Regions from separate parts of the Mus musculus genome. Here regions 1, 3, 4 and 5 are each linked to region 2. Evidence: chromatin contacts called from public HiChIP or PLAC-seq and promoter capture Hi-C data. All regions are on one chromosome and are shown on one strand. The core of a region is the stretch at or near the end of the contact, and the rest is flanking DNA. Distances in the headings are between cores, read along the strand shown.

The links. Promoter capture Hi-C pulls out the DNA fragments that hold promoters and counts their contacts. HiChIP or PLAC-seq counts read pairs in DNA pulled down with a chosen protein or histone mark.
Region 1: an H3K27ac HiChIP or PLAC-seq map of embryonic stem cells shows a contact between it and region 2, with 4 times the contacts expected there. The contact joins the promoter of Smoc1 here to the promoter of Synj2bp in region 2. A contact is called at or near these places in 12 of 39 promoter capture datasets (3T3-L1-derived adipocytes, the C10 cell line, cranial neural crest and 7 more), 1 of 484 Hi-C or Micro-C datasets (embryonic stem cells) and 5 of 115 datasets of contacts at active chromatin or transcription factors (the SCID.adh cell line, acute myeloid leukemia, bone marrow-derived macrophages and 2 more).
Region 3: a contact with region 2 is called in a promoter capture Hi-C map of liver, with 4 times the contacts expected there. The contact joins the enhancer-like site here to the promoter of Synj2bp in region 2. A contact is called at or near these places in 5 of 39 promoter capture datasets (cranial neural crest, embryonic stem cells, hippocampal neurons and 1 more), 1 of 15 datasets of contacts at CTCF or cohesin (the NIH/3T3 cell line), 7 of 484 Hi-C or Micro-C datasets (the N1E-115 cell line, cerebellar granule neurons, embryonic fibroblasts and 2 more) and 10 of 115 datasets of contacts at active chromatin or transcription factors (the NIH/3T3 cell line, cardiomyocytes, embryonic forebrain and 5 more).
Region 4: a contact with region 2 is called in an H3K27ac HiChIP or PLAC-seq map of microglia, with 6 times the contacts expected there. The contact joins the promoter of Pcnx here to the promoter of Synj2bp in region 2. A contact is called at or near these places in 2 of 484 Hi-C or Micro-C datasets (Th1 cells and large pre-B cells), 2 of 115 datasets of contacts at active chromatin or transcription factors (embryonic stem cells and microglia) and 1 of 9 other capture datasets (pancreatic islet).
Region 5: a contact with region 2 is called in an H3K4me3 HiChIP or PLAC-seq map of stem cell-derived neural progenitor cells, with 2.3 times the contacts expected there. The contact joins the enhancer-like site here to the promoter of Synj2bp in region 2. A contact is called at or near these places in 4 of 39 promoter capture datasets (3T3-L1-derived adipocytes, cranial neural crest and liver) and 4 of 115 datasets of contacts at active chromatin or transcription factors (acute myeloid leukemia, bone marrow-derived macrophages, embryonic hindbrain and 1 more).

What each region holds. Positions count from the first base shown.
Region 1 is chr12:81,025,492-81,028,281 of GRCm38.p6, reverse strand. Smoc1 (SPARC related modular calcium binding 1) reads right to left here and starts at 1,474. Exons shown (of 13, transcript NM_022316.2): 1 at 1,124-1,474. The coding sequence starts at 1,219.
Region 2 is chr12:81,531,471-81,534,193 of GRCm38.p6, reverse strand. Synj2bp (synaptojanin 2 binding protein) reads left to right here and starts at 1,283. Exons shown (of 4, transcript NM_025292.7): 1 at 1,283-1,478. The coding sequence starts at 1,415. Gm20498 (predicted gene 20498) reads left to right here and starts at 1,283. Exons shown (of 6, transcript NM_001309848.1): 1 at 1,283-1,478. The coding sequence starts at 1,415.
Region 3 is chr12:81,188,332-81,191,092 of GRCm38.p6, reverse strand. No RefSeq gene overlaps it. Among named protein-coding and RNA genes, the nearest start is that of Mir3067, 24 kb to the right of the region's middle. Within about 2 kb of position 1,357, at least 8 of the 459 cell types and tissues checked have an H3K27ac peak or open chromatin away from gene starts, as enhancers often do. A contact at or near this core is called in liver, where this site is marked.
Region 4 is chr12:81,858,542-81,861,379 of GRCm38.p6, reverse strand. It overlaps Pcnx (pecanex homolog), which reads right to left and starts at 1,350. Exons shown (of 36, transcript NM_018814.3): 1 at 856-1,350. The coding sequence starts at 1,008.
Region 5 is chr12:81,042,390-81,045,213 of GRCm38.p6, reverse strand. The region is part of intron 1 of Smoc1 (SPARC related modular calcium binding 1); the gene reads right to left. Among named protein-coding and RNA genes, the nearest start is that of Smoc1, 17 kb to the right of the region's middle. Within about 2 kb of position 1,438, at least 9 of the 459 cell types and tissues checked have an H3K27ac peak or open chromatin away from gene starts, as enhancers often do.

The sequences.
Region 1 (2,790 bases), core at 225-2,724, 510 kb after region 2:
TTTTGCAAAGCTTTTCCTCCATACACTGCAGCTATAAAGATGATTCCCGGGTAGCAAAGGCCAGGAATAAAGAAGCTGCTATGGGAACAGGTGGTAATGGGGCTAGCCATCCAGGAAATGGGGCCAGAGGATATCCAGGGAAGAAAGCACAATTTGGTGGAGAAGCCAACTTCATTTGCTCAGAAGTCAAATCCTTGCTATTTTCCCAGAGAGATTCTCGCAGAATGGGAGCGGGCAAGCTGCTACCCAGAGGTCCGGCTTCTGATCTTACTGACCCTGATCCTTGCCCAGAGACTGCCTCCCTTACGTGTTGCCAAAGGAACCTCTAGGTGGTTTAACAAATACATTTTTAAGGCAGTGAAATTCTTTATTAGACCATTAGGAGGGAGCAGGGAGAACAATAATCTAGACCAGAAATGAGCACGGTGCTGCTGGTTCCCGTTTTTTTTACAATGCCCTGGACAACCCGTCCTGTGCACAGAATTGGCACATTTCGTGTGGTTCAGAAACTCCAATCAGATCAAGGTTCAACCGATCCAACCCAGGGGAGAAGTTCTTCCGAACTTCTCCACGGCTCCCTACCCCTGCCACTCCTCCAGGGCCAGGCCAGCAGGAGGGGGGCATTAAAATTATCTGCTGTGGGTTTTACGAGCAGCGATTGCTTTTTAAAACAACAACAACACAAGGTCCTTGTGTGGCTCGCGGGTAACCTAAAACTCTCTAGGCAGAGTGCCCCCCCCCGCCCCTTCTACACACACACACACACACACACACACACCCTCTGCCTGCCAAGAAAGCCAGCTCGAGGGACTGGTGCAGCGACAACATAGGGAAACTCTGCTCCAGCCAAGGCCGAGATCCCACCGACCTAGGAGGCCCAGGAGAAAAACCTCAGGAGAAGTTCGAGAAAGAAAACCCACCGGTGACAGGTCGTGGGGAGTCAGTGCTACAAGAAAAGGCGGGGAAGGAGGGGGGCAATGAAATTTTATTTCAGCAACTTCTCCAAGAGGCCTGCAAGGGACTAGACGGTAAAGTCGAGGACAAGGTCTGACACCTCCCTTCCCCCTCCTGTAGATGAGCGGCCAAGCGCAGGTGGGCGCGCGCAGCTGGGAGACGCACTTACCCTGGGGCCGGTGGTGCGGTGGCCGCCGGCCGGGGACAGCTGCACCAACACGAGCAGCAAGTGGGGCGTGAGCAGACGGACGCGCGCGGGCAGCATGGTGCCAGCGGAGCCGGGCAGCCACGAGCGGGCAGCGGGCAGGGGGGCTCAGGCTAGCTTCAAAGCACTTGGGGAGGTGGGGACCCTTGCAGCAGCTGGGAGTGGCCGAAGAGCCAGCGGCAGGGGCTGGAGGAGCCTGCGCCCGGGGTCACGGTCATGAACGGCGGAGGCCCGGAGCTGGAGTGCGAGCGTGTGCTCTGCGCGTGGCGCCTGCTGCGCTCGGCGTGGCCGCGGCGACAGCAGGTTGGATGCGGGAGCTCGGGCCATGGGAATTCCCGTTATAAACCCCGGGAGGGGAGGGGCGGGGCCCGGAGAGGCTGACTGACGGGTCGAGAGGCCTGTAGCAGCCGACCCTCCGGCAGGTGGAAGCCAATGGGAGAGAGATGAGAGGGGCGGTTCGTGGTCAGTACCCCACCCCACCCCCACCCCCACCCCCACCCCCACCCCCACCCCCCACCCCCCCAGGAGCTACACTGGCTTCCCGGCCACAGTGGGCTCCAGCAGAGGCTGGGATAAAGAGTAACTTTTTCTCAGCAAGTCCTCGCTGGGAACCTCCGCGCGCTCCAGCAGCCTCAGTCCCTCCTGAATGGTCACCTGGATAGTAAAGAAGCCTTACACACTTATCGTGTGTTAGTTCTTAGGCTTGAGTTGTCGCAACAGCTCCATGAAGCAGGCAGGGAAAATAGCTCCAAATGACCCAAAGTCCTTGAGAAATGTTTCCCGGAGGCCGCAAAATCAAGGGCAACCTGGGGAACCACCAGGTGCGGCCCACAGAGTGAGCTGCGACCTACGGGAAGAGGTATTCATTTATTTCAAAAAGAAAAAAAAAATCTCCTTACGGGTGACACCCAAGTTCCACAGCGGCTGCCTGAGATAATTCTGACGGAGGCGAACCGAAGCAGCCTAAGGTGGGTCCCCCGAGGGTCCAGTAAACTACCCCTATGGCCCTATGGTCCATGTGACCTGCGGTCAGAACCCGGGCATCTTGGCTAATCAGTCTGAACTTAAAGAACACAGGAGCAGCTTCTCTGTGGCCTAACAACGCTGGGGCGGAGGCCGGGGAGGAGAGGGCAGTCCCAGGAATCCTGGTCCCATATTGGGAGGAGGAAAGTTATGAATGGAGGAGATGGAGGAGTGTTCTGTGAGCACAGATATCCTAGAGACCTCCAAGGAGCAATTTCCTGGGAGCCCAAGCCTGGATTGTATAGGTCAGCTCTAAGCAGGCCTATCAGGTGCTAGAGCTCTTTCCATAGTGGTCCAAGAGGCCACCCTGAAAATGGTAACAGCTACATCGCATCACACACACTCACTTCAACCCAACAAAGTGTCTGCTGCCTTCCCCGCAAGAGACCCGTGATTATCTCCAAAAGTGGAACACAACTCTTCGTGCTTGATTTCCACCGGTCCAGGCCCGTCCCTTCGTGAAGAAAGATCCATTTCTCTAACCAGATTGAAATAAAGCCCAGGTTTCACAGCTCCCTGACTGCCCTGAGAGGTCCTGACAAAGATTAGCTCTGCTCCCTTCCAGCTTCTCTTCTCGATTATAAGAGCAAGCTAACCCTAACCCCCAT
Region 2 (2,723 bases), core at 34-2,533:
CCCGGCAAGAGATTTTAATCAGACCTGGAGATGACAGGATCCTTCTCCCCTCATGCCTCAGGTTCCCTGCCTTCTTGTCCTGTCTCATTCCTATAGAATCCACCTCTGACTTGTTTTAATAAACCTGAGTTGCTGGCTTGGCTTTTAGCCATAACTTTGAATACCATAGTCTGATTATGCAGTCTTTGATTCTCTTAACACCACAGGAGTCCCTTGAGTCACCATACATATTTATGGTCACCTTCCTGGTCCTTAAGGCCTTTGTAGTTTTGATACCTGAAAGTTTCTTCACCTCTGTTTGGAATGTCCGATCTTAAAAGTCAAGATGGGCTGGAAAGTCACATCTTAAGTCTTGCAATCATTTTGTGAAAAGGACATTTCACCTCCTTTTGCTTGGAGGATTTTTCTTGAACAAGCCTATGATTATCTTTCCTCTGTATATGTGTACACATTTCTTAAGTTAGATAGGCCTATTATTAAATGCAAGCCAGGGATATATACATCTATTTAAAAGTTAAGTAAGAGTCTTGTCAGGTCTAAGTTAAGAAATCTTGTGCATAAGGCCCTGGAAAACAATGCTCTCAGATGTAAATATCAGGGAAATCCTCACTTCCTGTCATGTGTGTCAGCCCAGGTGCCTTGCTTTAAGCAGTGAACACTTGCTTGATGAGAGAGAGAGAGAGAGAGAGAGGGGGGGGAGGGGGAGGGGGAAGGGGAGGGGGAGGGAAAGGGAGTGGGGAGGAGGAGGAGGGGAGGGGGAGAAGGAGAGATGGGGGGAGGTTTCATTTTTTTATTTGGATACATTTTATTAACTAACACGGGGACTGCTAACGAAGGAACTTGAAGCAGTGTTACCAAGTTTTCTTACATGGGGCATCACATTGGATTTCATCTGTATTGCACAAAAGGTTACAATTTCCCACCCAAGTATGCAATCTCATTAGTACTTTGCCTATGATGCCTTTCATAGAGTGGTTTGAGGCTCATAAAAGATCTCTCTCACACACACACACACACACACACACACACACACACACACACACACACATTTGTAGATATTTTGAGATTTTTATTTAAAATGTCAAACGTATCAATGTAATTCTATCTCATACCATTATTACCCTCTCTCCTTCCCCATGCTCTTCCAGTGTAAGCGAGCATTATACCTCTCTTTGCTCATGGCTCCTCAGGATCGGCCTTGAGAACAGTGCGAGGTACCGGAAAACGCTGGTGGGCTCAGAGAACCACCACTCCCAGCATCCTCCACGTTCCCAGTGCCCGCGGTTTCCTTTTCCGGTCTGACCGCTGAGGAAACTGTAAAAGCTATGCTGGGGAGGCAGCGCGGAGCTTGATTCACCTTCACCTGCTCTGGCCACCCGCTGACCCGGGGTTTCCGGCCGGAGAGCAGTCAGATATGAACGGACGGGTGGATTATTTAGTCACGGAGGAAGAGATCAACCTGACGAGAGGACCTTCGGGTAGGCGCGGGACATGGAGGGAGTAATTGCTGCGTCCCTTGCTTTGGCGGAGCCGGGTTTACCTGGCTGGAGAGCAGGCAGGCCCCGACCGAGCGGCTTCCCAGAACGCTATCGGGCACGGAGCAAAGAGTCCATTGGCATCTTTTGTTAGCTAGATAACGGACCCAAGGACTCTGCCCCATAATCCAGTCGGATTACCACAGGCGTTTATGGCCAGGACGGGTTTCTTGCTGTTGGTGGCAATAGCCAAGACCAGGAAAAAGCCCGCTGTTTAGCCAGCGTGTGGGAGCCGCCGTATCCGTTATTCAGTTGCTTGCTCCATCCTTGTTTCTTCGCCGAGGGCCCGTTCAGGTAAAAACAGGAGCAGCGAACGGCGGTGTGTGTGTGTGTGTGTGTGTGTGTGTGTGTGTGTGTGTGTGTGTGTGTGTTTCTGAGTGTCTCACAGTTTCTCCGGTGCTAGGGTCCCTGCCTGCATTTTTGCGGAATCAATTTACCATATCAACTGGAATGCTAAAGCGGGCGGAGACCTTTTACAGAAGTTTTCAGACCTGGCCACACTTGACCACCATTACTTGGGCGTTTTCGTTTTTACTTTTTAGCAAAATATTGAAATGAAAATGTTGTTTTCTAGTCTCACCTTTAGAAATTTGGATTCAGTGTGGATCAAACAATTCTTGAAACAAACACTTCATGTGATTCTGACAGGAAAATTCCCATTTAGCGTTGCTGTGTGGTCTTCCTCATGGATGCTCATAGCTGGATTACTACATCGTGTCACTGCCTTCCTTAGGCTTTGCAGTTTTCTTTATGGCCTTAACATTTTAGGTTTAGGGTTCACCACTTAGAGCCAAGATTTTTTGTTTTTGTTTTTTGTTTTAAATCTAACATCTTACCAGTTTTTTGTTGTTGTTGCTTTTTTTTTTTTGGCTTGTTTTAATGTATTGGCAGAATAACTTAACTGATGGATTCTTGTAGTTTCTTTTCTGTAACATGGAGACAGTTATGAAATGAAGCGTTTCACATATAGTGTTAGGATGAAGCCACTTGCTCTCTGGAAAATATTTAGGACAATGTCTTGATATATGGTAAGCAGTGTGTATTTGTTACTGTTGTCATTAGTGAGTGAATGGCTAAACTGACTCCAGTAAGTTCTGTTAGATACTGTATTCCAAGAGTTGAATAAATCATTGGTTACTGTGAATTTCTATTCTGATGGCCACTACTTAGCATAGTCTGTTAACTTTC
Region 3 (2,761 bases), core at 108-2,607, 340 kb after region 2:
AGATGACTCTAGCTTGTGTCAAATTAACATAAAACTAGCCAGGACAGAGGGTCATTCCTGAGCAGTGCTAGAGCACGACACTGTCCAGGTCTAAATGGAGCTGGTTGGCACACTGCACAGAGGCATTTTGAATTAAGCTCAAAGAGTGTCTCAGACAGAGGGAATACAGCTGCAGATATAATCAGTTACCATGAGCATCTTAGCCAAGTGTTTATGTAACCTACAGATGCATTCTTGACCTGACTAAGCTGTTCCCTCTGTATCTCTTTGACTTGATGATGGGGTGCTGTTGTGCAAGTTCAGCCTTATAGCTTGTTGGGGAAGGTACAAAGTTCCACATGGGTAATTTAAATAGCCCGATTTCAGTCCTTCCCCACCAATGTCCTTACAACTCCCCAAAGTATTGTATTATATACTGAGTGCTGTAGTCATACTGCCTTTCGGTTTCCATCTATGTCCCTGTCTTCTCCAGAGCTATAGGAGAAACATTCTAAAAGCAGTGGGACCACCAGCTCGTCACAAGTCACAGCTGCAAGTTTGTCACCTCGTGTTCCAGCTGGACTCCATGCTGCTGCTGCCACCACCACCACCACCAACAACATGCAGCAGAGTTGGTGGCCAGCCTCGTCTACACACTGAAGGGGCATGGGGGTGAAGAGCTAAGACAAGAAACAGCTGAAGATCAGCCTGCCTTTCCAGTTTTGGGCAGGGCTTCAGTGAGCGAAGTTCCATGAATGGAAACCCTATCAGAGAGTCAGGCTGCAGCCGCAATAGAAAAGCAGAAGCAGGGGCCCTAGATCAAAATGGACATGGATACCATGAATACATGGTATATTCACATGGGAAGATATAGAAAGGTCACACCAAAACTGAACTGGCCGAATCAATGAGGAAGGATTAAACAATGGGGAGGTTTACTCCAGGACCTGACATGTGCTCCATATAAGCTCTAACAGAGGGCCCCTAGTACAATGGGAAATAGAATAAGCATTAAACTGAGATGTGGCTACAATAAACACAGAAGGATACTGCTCAGAGACCCTCATGGCTTCTCTCCTTTTTCCTCCTTCTGACTCCATCATGAAGAACAGTTATAAACCAGTGGAGTGACTTGGAGCCAGACCACTGTTCCACTGTGTTGTAACAGTCATGGACCAAGACACTGTGCTAGGGCAGAGAGGGGAGGGAGACTAAAGCAAGTTGCATATTGAGTTGCATGATTGATTGGAACTGAGCTTGTGAAACAGCCTTGACTCTCATTAATGGAAGATGATTCAATAGGGCATGGGTCAAACTAATGATTACAGAAGTCACAAGGTTCTCACATGCATAGCACAGGGCACTGGGATGTCTCAGCCAGCTATTCTCCTCCAATGTTACCTGAACCTGCTCTTTCCCCTCCAACTTCTCTTCTCCTGCCCACACTGTGAGGGTGGCAGCGTTCCTACAGGGCATCCGATACAGTCTCTAGGTGGGGTGCTGACTTCTCACAGAAGGGAAACTGGTATTCACCTCCCCACTTTGCTGAGCAAGGGGAATGGTGGTTGTTATGAACATGCCACATTTGTCAGAAGCCATGGGCAAAATGCATTGCACAAAATGGAATAAGCAAGTTTCTTTACTCTTAGACAGTACACACACTGCCCAGTTAAAATCACACTAAGATAATCTACATCATAATAGTCGAGAGTTTTTACAAAATACTCCTGATTCTATTTCTTCACTGTTGTATAGTCGGGTGGGGCCGTGTGACCCCTTTAGTCACTGGAACATGAGCAATATGACTGTGGGGCTTAGTTTTTGTCAACATGATACAAACCTAGGACATATCTAGGCAGAAGGAATGTCAACTGAGTTATTGCCTCCATAAGTTTGGCAATCCCGGGGGAGCATTGTCTTGATTGACGATCAATGTAGGAGGACCCAGGCCACTGTGGGCAGTGCCACTTTCATTGGCAGATGGCCCTGGGTTGTATATGAAAAGTAACTGAGCAAACCAGGGGAGAGAGCCAGTGAGCAGTGTTCCCCCATTTTTGCCTCTTCTCCTGCTTCCAGCTCTTGTCCCCAATTCCCTTTGTGATAGACTCTATTTGGAACATGTAATCCAGATAAATTCTTTCCTCCCCAAGTTGGTAATATATTTCATTCTGAATAGGCACCAGAGTGCAATTTACCACATTTCTCTTTCTTTGCTTCCATAATCAAGAGGGAAGGAGTCTTCCTTGACATGGATCCCTAATAAGGACAGTACAAAGAAGTGCCCCAGCTGACACTAAGTCTAGGTTATCTCTTTGTGTTTTAGCCACCGAAGTCATGAGGGGTGAACTGTATTGCAGCTCATCCTGGTCTCTCCTGATTGAGTTATATCAGCAGTGTGATACCTGTTTACTACCTTGTAGACAGGCAGTACCCCCGTGCATAGCACTCCCTTGTATCAAGTGTGCAGATTACTAAAAGATAGCCTTGAGTTTGGGAACAGGCTCCGCTTACCACATACAGGATCATCAACCATTAACTAGAATCAATAGTCCTGTTAAGAGGATCTGGACAAAGGGTTTTCCTGGAATCTATCCTATTAAGGAGGAGATGGTGCAGAGCAAAGGGAGTGCTAAGGTCACATTGTTAAGGTGGCTGCCAGATGTAGAAGTAGCACACAGAAAGGATTGTTCAGGTTGATCTGTCCTTTGTTGATGAGAAATGACAAGAGACCACTGGCTGGCTTACCCAGCAAAGGAAGTATTAGACAGGATGTGACCAAAGT
Region 4 (2,838 bases), core at 101-2,600, 330 kb before region 2:
TTGAAAGCTTTGTTTTCTCAAATGTGCCACCTAAAATTGTGCTTTTATTTTATTTTTTATTTTTAAGAAATGTGCAAACATCTTTCAGGAAAACATCCTCTAAAAACACTCCTGAGGCCTGGACTGCACAGTGACTCTCAGGCCAGCCTTGGCTATAGAAGGAAACCGTCTGGGAACACCAAAAACACTTCAGAGAAACTGGACCGAGAGCACCAAGCAACAGGCGGCGGCACTCTCCTTTTCCCAGCCAGTCAAAGGCCTTGAACCAACGCAAACAAACGCCAGCCAGGCTCTCGTATCTCCCCGCTCCCTGCCGGCAGCGCTAGCCTGACAACACCGCGGTCCCTCGCCGCGGGGCTGAACCGAATGGAACCCGCACTCAACCGATCAGCGGTTTGCGGAGGCGCGAGCCCGCTGGGGGTTTCCCCCAGCACGGGAAGCGAGTACGAGCCGGGACACCCTGCGACTCCGTTTCTGCCGGAGCGCGCACGGCCTCCCCCGGGCTCCGCACACAGCCGGGGGCCGAGGTGCGGGCGGGGATGCCCCCGGGGAGCGGGAGGTAGATAGTCCGAGGCCCGGGGAACGACCGGGGACCCCCGATGGAAGGCCTCGGGGCGCCAGTTACGCAGACCCGCACGAGAGGCGCTAGGAAAGCGGGACCCGGCCGGGGACCGGCGGGAAGGGAGGTGCTGAAAACACGGGAAACCCGGGGCCCGGAGCGGAGCCAGCGGGGGAGGGGAGCGTCCGCCCGCCGCCGGGACCGCGGGACGCGGGGAGGACAGGGGCGCGACCCCCGGGCCCCCGAGGATCACAGCCGAGCGTCCGCTGCGGGTCCCCGTCCCCGCCCCCACTCACCATGTAAAGCGTGAAGGGCAGGCCGAGCAGAAAGAGCCACAGGTAGAGGTGGAGCGCGTTCACGAAGGTGGCCTGGTGCGGGTCGTAGTACCAGCCGCCGCTGAGCGCGGCCCACACCCCCTGCCGGAGGATCTGCAGCGTCTGCGACCCCATCCCCACCCGGCGTCGCCGCCGCCGCCGCCGCCGTCCCCGCCCCGGCCCCAGCTTCGGCCTCGTCGCCTGCGCGCCCGCGGACCGGTCTAGCCCCCTCCCGAGCTCCGGGAGAGCGGCCCGGCGCCGCGGCGCTCGCTGGTGCTGCTGCACGAGGAGGAGGAGGAGGAGACGGCGGAGGAGGAGGCGGCGAGCGGCAGGGCGGAGAGCGGCGAGGAGGAGGAGGAGGCCGGGCTCCTGAGCGCCGCCGCCATCTTGTCTTCGAGCTCCGAGCCCGAGCCCAGTCCGCCAGCGCTGCCGCCGCCGCCGCCGCCTCCGCCGCCGCGACCCCCGCCGGCCGCCAGCCTCGGCCCGGCGGAGCAGGCGAGCGGGCGCCCGGCAGGACGCGGAGGAAGCCGCGCCCCCTCCGGCTCCTCCTCCTGCTCCCTCCACCCGCGGAGCGGTCCCCACGGGTACGCGCAGCGCCTGGGTCGCACGGGCGCCTCCTGTTGGGAGAAGCCTGCAGAAGCAGCATCTGGCCGGGGTGGGGATGGGGGTGGGGTCGGGTGGGGTGGGGTGGGGTCGGGTGGGGTGGGGTGGGGTGGGATCCGGTCGGGTCCGAGTTTGCAACCCGGATGGCACTGCACCGGGCATGACCGACCACTGCAAGCTCTTTAAAGTCGAGCGGACTTCCAGACTTCCAGAATTCGTAGACCTTGCAGGGGCTGCCGTTTGTGGCAATTGCCCAAGACAAAACAAGTAAAAAACATTTGGGGGTAAACTGTCTGAGTTTGACACTGCAGGACTGGAAGAATTAAAGCAGAGTTGAAAAGAACTGTGTTACCCTTTTTTGGACCCGAAGCAGCTTGAGTGAGAAAAAGGGCGACGACGTCAAGAACTAGAAGCTTTACTGCTTCCAAATAGGTGTAAATTAATACAAGCTGCAAGAGATACAAAAGTATGACATGACCAAGTTATGCTTGCACCACAACTTTTCTTTTTCATGTGGTGCAACTAGTAACCATTTTTATCAATGGGCCAATCTCAGCAGAGTTGAAAGATTCCTGACTCCACCCAAACTTTGAATGGGGTCTTGTACTTCTCTTTTTATAGCTGTGAAAACTGGGAATCATTCTTGGCCCAGTCTAATGTTTCTGAAGTATGTCTGATCTCACTGGATGGCTTTTTTTTTTTAAGGGTTTGAAGGTTGAGTTTATTGTAGCAATAAACGTACTCTGTTTTCCCAGATTAAAGTTGCTATAATTAATGAGGAAAGCAAGTGAGACAGAGCAGTTGGTGACATTTTAAGAAGTGGTTAAAACCCATCGCAGTGCCTCTGGGTATCATGCCACTGTATAGCTGGTTATGCTCACACCTGCTCCACTTAACCTTCACAACGCTCCTTTAACACAGCCAGGGCTATCCTTATTTTTACCAGTGAGGGCTCTGCCACTCAGAGTGATTGCCCAGGTTCTCATAAGTAATAAGCTGTGGAGTGCTCAGAAGTCAGCGTTCATCCTAGCAGCATGGACTGAGCCTTTCATATCCACTCAGGTAGGAGTTAGAACTCAGGCAGGACCTTCAGGCTTAAGGATATAGTCAGCTGTTCTCAAAGGTGATGGGGGCATCACCTCAGAATGACTTAGAAAAGGAAATTCTCACATTATCTCTCTAGGGAAACTGGGTGAGAGACTAGGGAAAAACCAAAAAGTTTTAAGAAGCCTTCCAGAGATTGTAAGAACCTTTCAGGTAGGAAGAACACCACTTTCCGTTGTATAATCACAAAGTGATCTAAGTTCAAAGCACTTTAAAGGGTGTAAATAAATTCACATCAACATATATTTTAAATGTATG
Region 5 (2,824 bases), core at 189-2,688, 490 kb after region 2:
AGCATACACCCTGAGTACGGGACAAGGCTGAGAAAAGAAATTCTTACTTTAAATTTCACAGCGGTGTTAACAGATGTGTGTGTTGGTCTAAAACATCACTGTGTGGACCTGTGGCTACCTAGCCGCTAACTCCATGTCAGTGAAGAGGTAGTCCCAGCCCCAAACAAGGTGTTTCTCTTGCCTCAGACAGAAACATAAGACCTGGGGATAAAGGACAGACATCGTCAGAGGCTCCTCTCATAGGAGCTTGTCTGGGTGGGTTTAAGCAGCTACTAGCAAGAACAAATAAAATTTTGTTTTGTTTCGATTTCAAAATGAGGTTCCTTTGTGTAACCCTGGCTGTCCTGGAACTTTCTAAATACACCAGGCTGATCGGAAACTCAGAGATATGTCTGCTTCTGCCTCCTGAATGCTGGAATTAAAGCCATACACCACCAGGCCCAGCCAAGAGCAAACGAAATGTGTAGTTTTTATGTTCTTTCAAACAACATTCGCACAGGCTGTAGGTTGCAAGCCTTGCCCAGTAGGTTTTATTCCCTTCTGCAATTTTAGCCTGTAGTATGTAATATACTGCTACTTGCCTAAGAGTCGCCTGTGGGACGTTTGAGACGTGCCCTTTTCTCACCTTTGCAGAGTTAGACTGCTTCAGCAGATTTCTGTGCAAGATATTCTAAGACCCTTAAGTACCATTTCAGCTCTGTGGAGAAAAGGCCAAGGTTTTGCTAATGATGTCCAGCTCCAGAAAGACATGGCTACAGAGTCTAGGACTGAGCCGCTGAGACTGCGGTCCTATGTCTAATCAGTAACGGTGACCACAAGGATGTGGGCGCTCCCTTCTCTATGGTTCACTGGTTTCTATAACACAGGGGGGGACTCTGTGGGCATGGAAGACGGCATAAAGCATGCTTAGTCTCTTGACACTTTCCTCATATTGTTAAGTCATAAGTAAACAACATGATACCCAACGTGCATGTCTCGGAACCACGAAGCTTTCTCTGCCTCAGTTTCCCCTTTCATAAAATGAGGATAATAACAATGCCTTCATCATAAGGATGTCACCTGAAATGGCTCAGCCTCTACGGGGCTTTGAAAAGCATCTGTCCCTTAGGAGCCAAGCCAGTATGTAAATTAGTCAGCTTATTTACATACATGTCATCAGCTTATTTATATACATGTTTATTTGCATGTTACTCTGAGGCGTTGGGAGCTAGAGCATTGGTTCGCACATAACTCAGTAGGTGTTTGCAGAGTCCGATTCCAATGACAGTGAACCCCAGTCCTGTGCTTCAACATGGCCCTGGGGAGCACGGAGCTCAGTGGCAGCCTCTGCGGGCACTAGGAGCAGCTGATCTTCCCAGCTCTCCTCCTCAGCTCCCTCCATACTGACAACCTCTGCAAAGCACAGCGCTGAGCAGCAACTGGGCAGACCTCTCCCCAAGGTCCACTGCTAATCGCTCTCTCCACTGGATCAATAAAGTGGGCGTGGTGACCGTGAAAGGAGCTTTAAGGTCTCCGCTCATCCCTAGCAACGAGGAAGAGTCTGAATGAACTGAAGCCCAGCAAGCCTTCTTAGACCTTCCAGAGAAGGGAGGTCTTAGGGTGAACCTCTGCCCCCAAAACTGGAGAGGCAGAGAGGCAGGTGAAGAGAATCTCAGTTCACAAAGGGTGGAGGGAGAGAGAGAGAGAGAGAGAGAGAGAGAGAGAGAGAGAGAGAGAAAGAGAGAGAGAGAAATCCATAGTAGCCACTGTGGTAGGAAAACTTAAAGTGTAATGGACCAATTATGTGGACAGGACCAGAATTTAAAACTCCAGCGACACAGGCTTAAGGGGATATCTGCACTTAGGTGGGTTGGTTTTGTTTGGTTTTTGCCTGCAGGAGTCATACCAGGCTCTTATAGACTGGAATCTTTATAGATTCCAGATAAAAACCCCTTTGCATTTTCAGCAGACAGAGAAGTGACCCTTTGAGACGACTCAGCATTAACAAGCCCTTCCATGAGGAAATACTATGAGCAGGTGCATTGCCCTGGGTTCCATGGCCAAAGAGAAAAGGGAGGGGAGTCAGAAGAGGGGGAGAGAGCTGGAGAGATAGCTCGATTGGAAAAATGTTTCCTGGGCAAGCATGAGGTACCAGGTTCGACTTCCAATAAAAAGTTAGGTGTGATGGAGCAGGCCTCTAGTGACTGAAGGATCTCCAGAGACGGCTGTCCAGCCAGTTTAGCCATTCAGTAAGCCTCTGTTTTAGTGAGATAATCTCTCAAAAAAAAGTTGAAGAAGATCCCGGGACAGTGACCTGTGAGCTACACACACACACATACACACACCCATACACAGCACATGCACACACACAGAGATAGATCCTCTATGATCAAAAGAAGATAAAATGTTAAAAGGAATTTTCATAAAAATCACTCGTGGGCCGGGCGCCTTTAATTGCAGCACTCGGGAGGCAGAGGCAGGTGGATTTCTGAGTTCGAGGCCAGCCTGGTCTACAGAGTGAGTTCCAGGACAGCCAGGGCTACATAGAGAAACCCTGTCTCAAAAAACCAAAAAAAAAAAAAAAAAAAAAAAAAATCACTCGTGGTTTTGCTTAGTCCATCATTTTTCTGAATAGGTAACCCTTCCTGAGCACCCAGTCGTGCTCCATTTGAGTCCACAATGACCCAATGCAGTAAGTAATATCTTCCACTTCCAGATAAGGAAAGTGGAATTAGAGCTCCATCACCCTACCCAAAAGCATACACCGAAAAACAGCATAGCTGTGACCTAATGGACCTCAGATCACTTCAGCCTCAACACACTCTGTTCCACTGCCTTCCGAGGG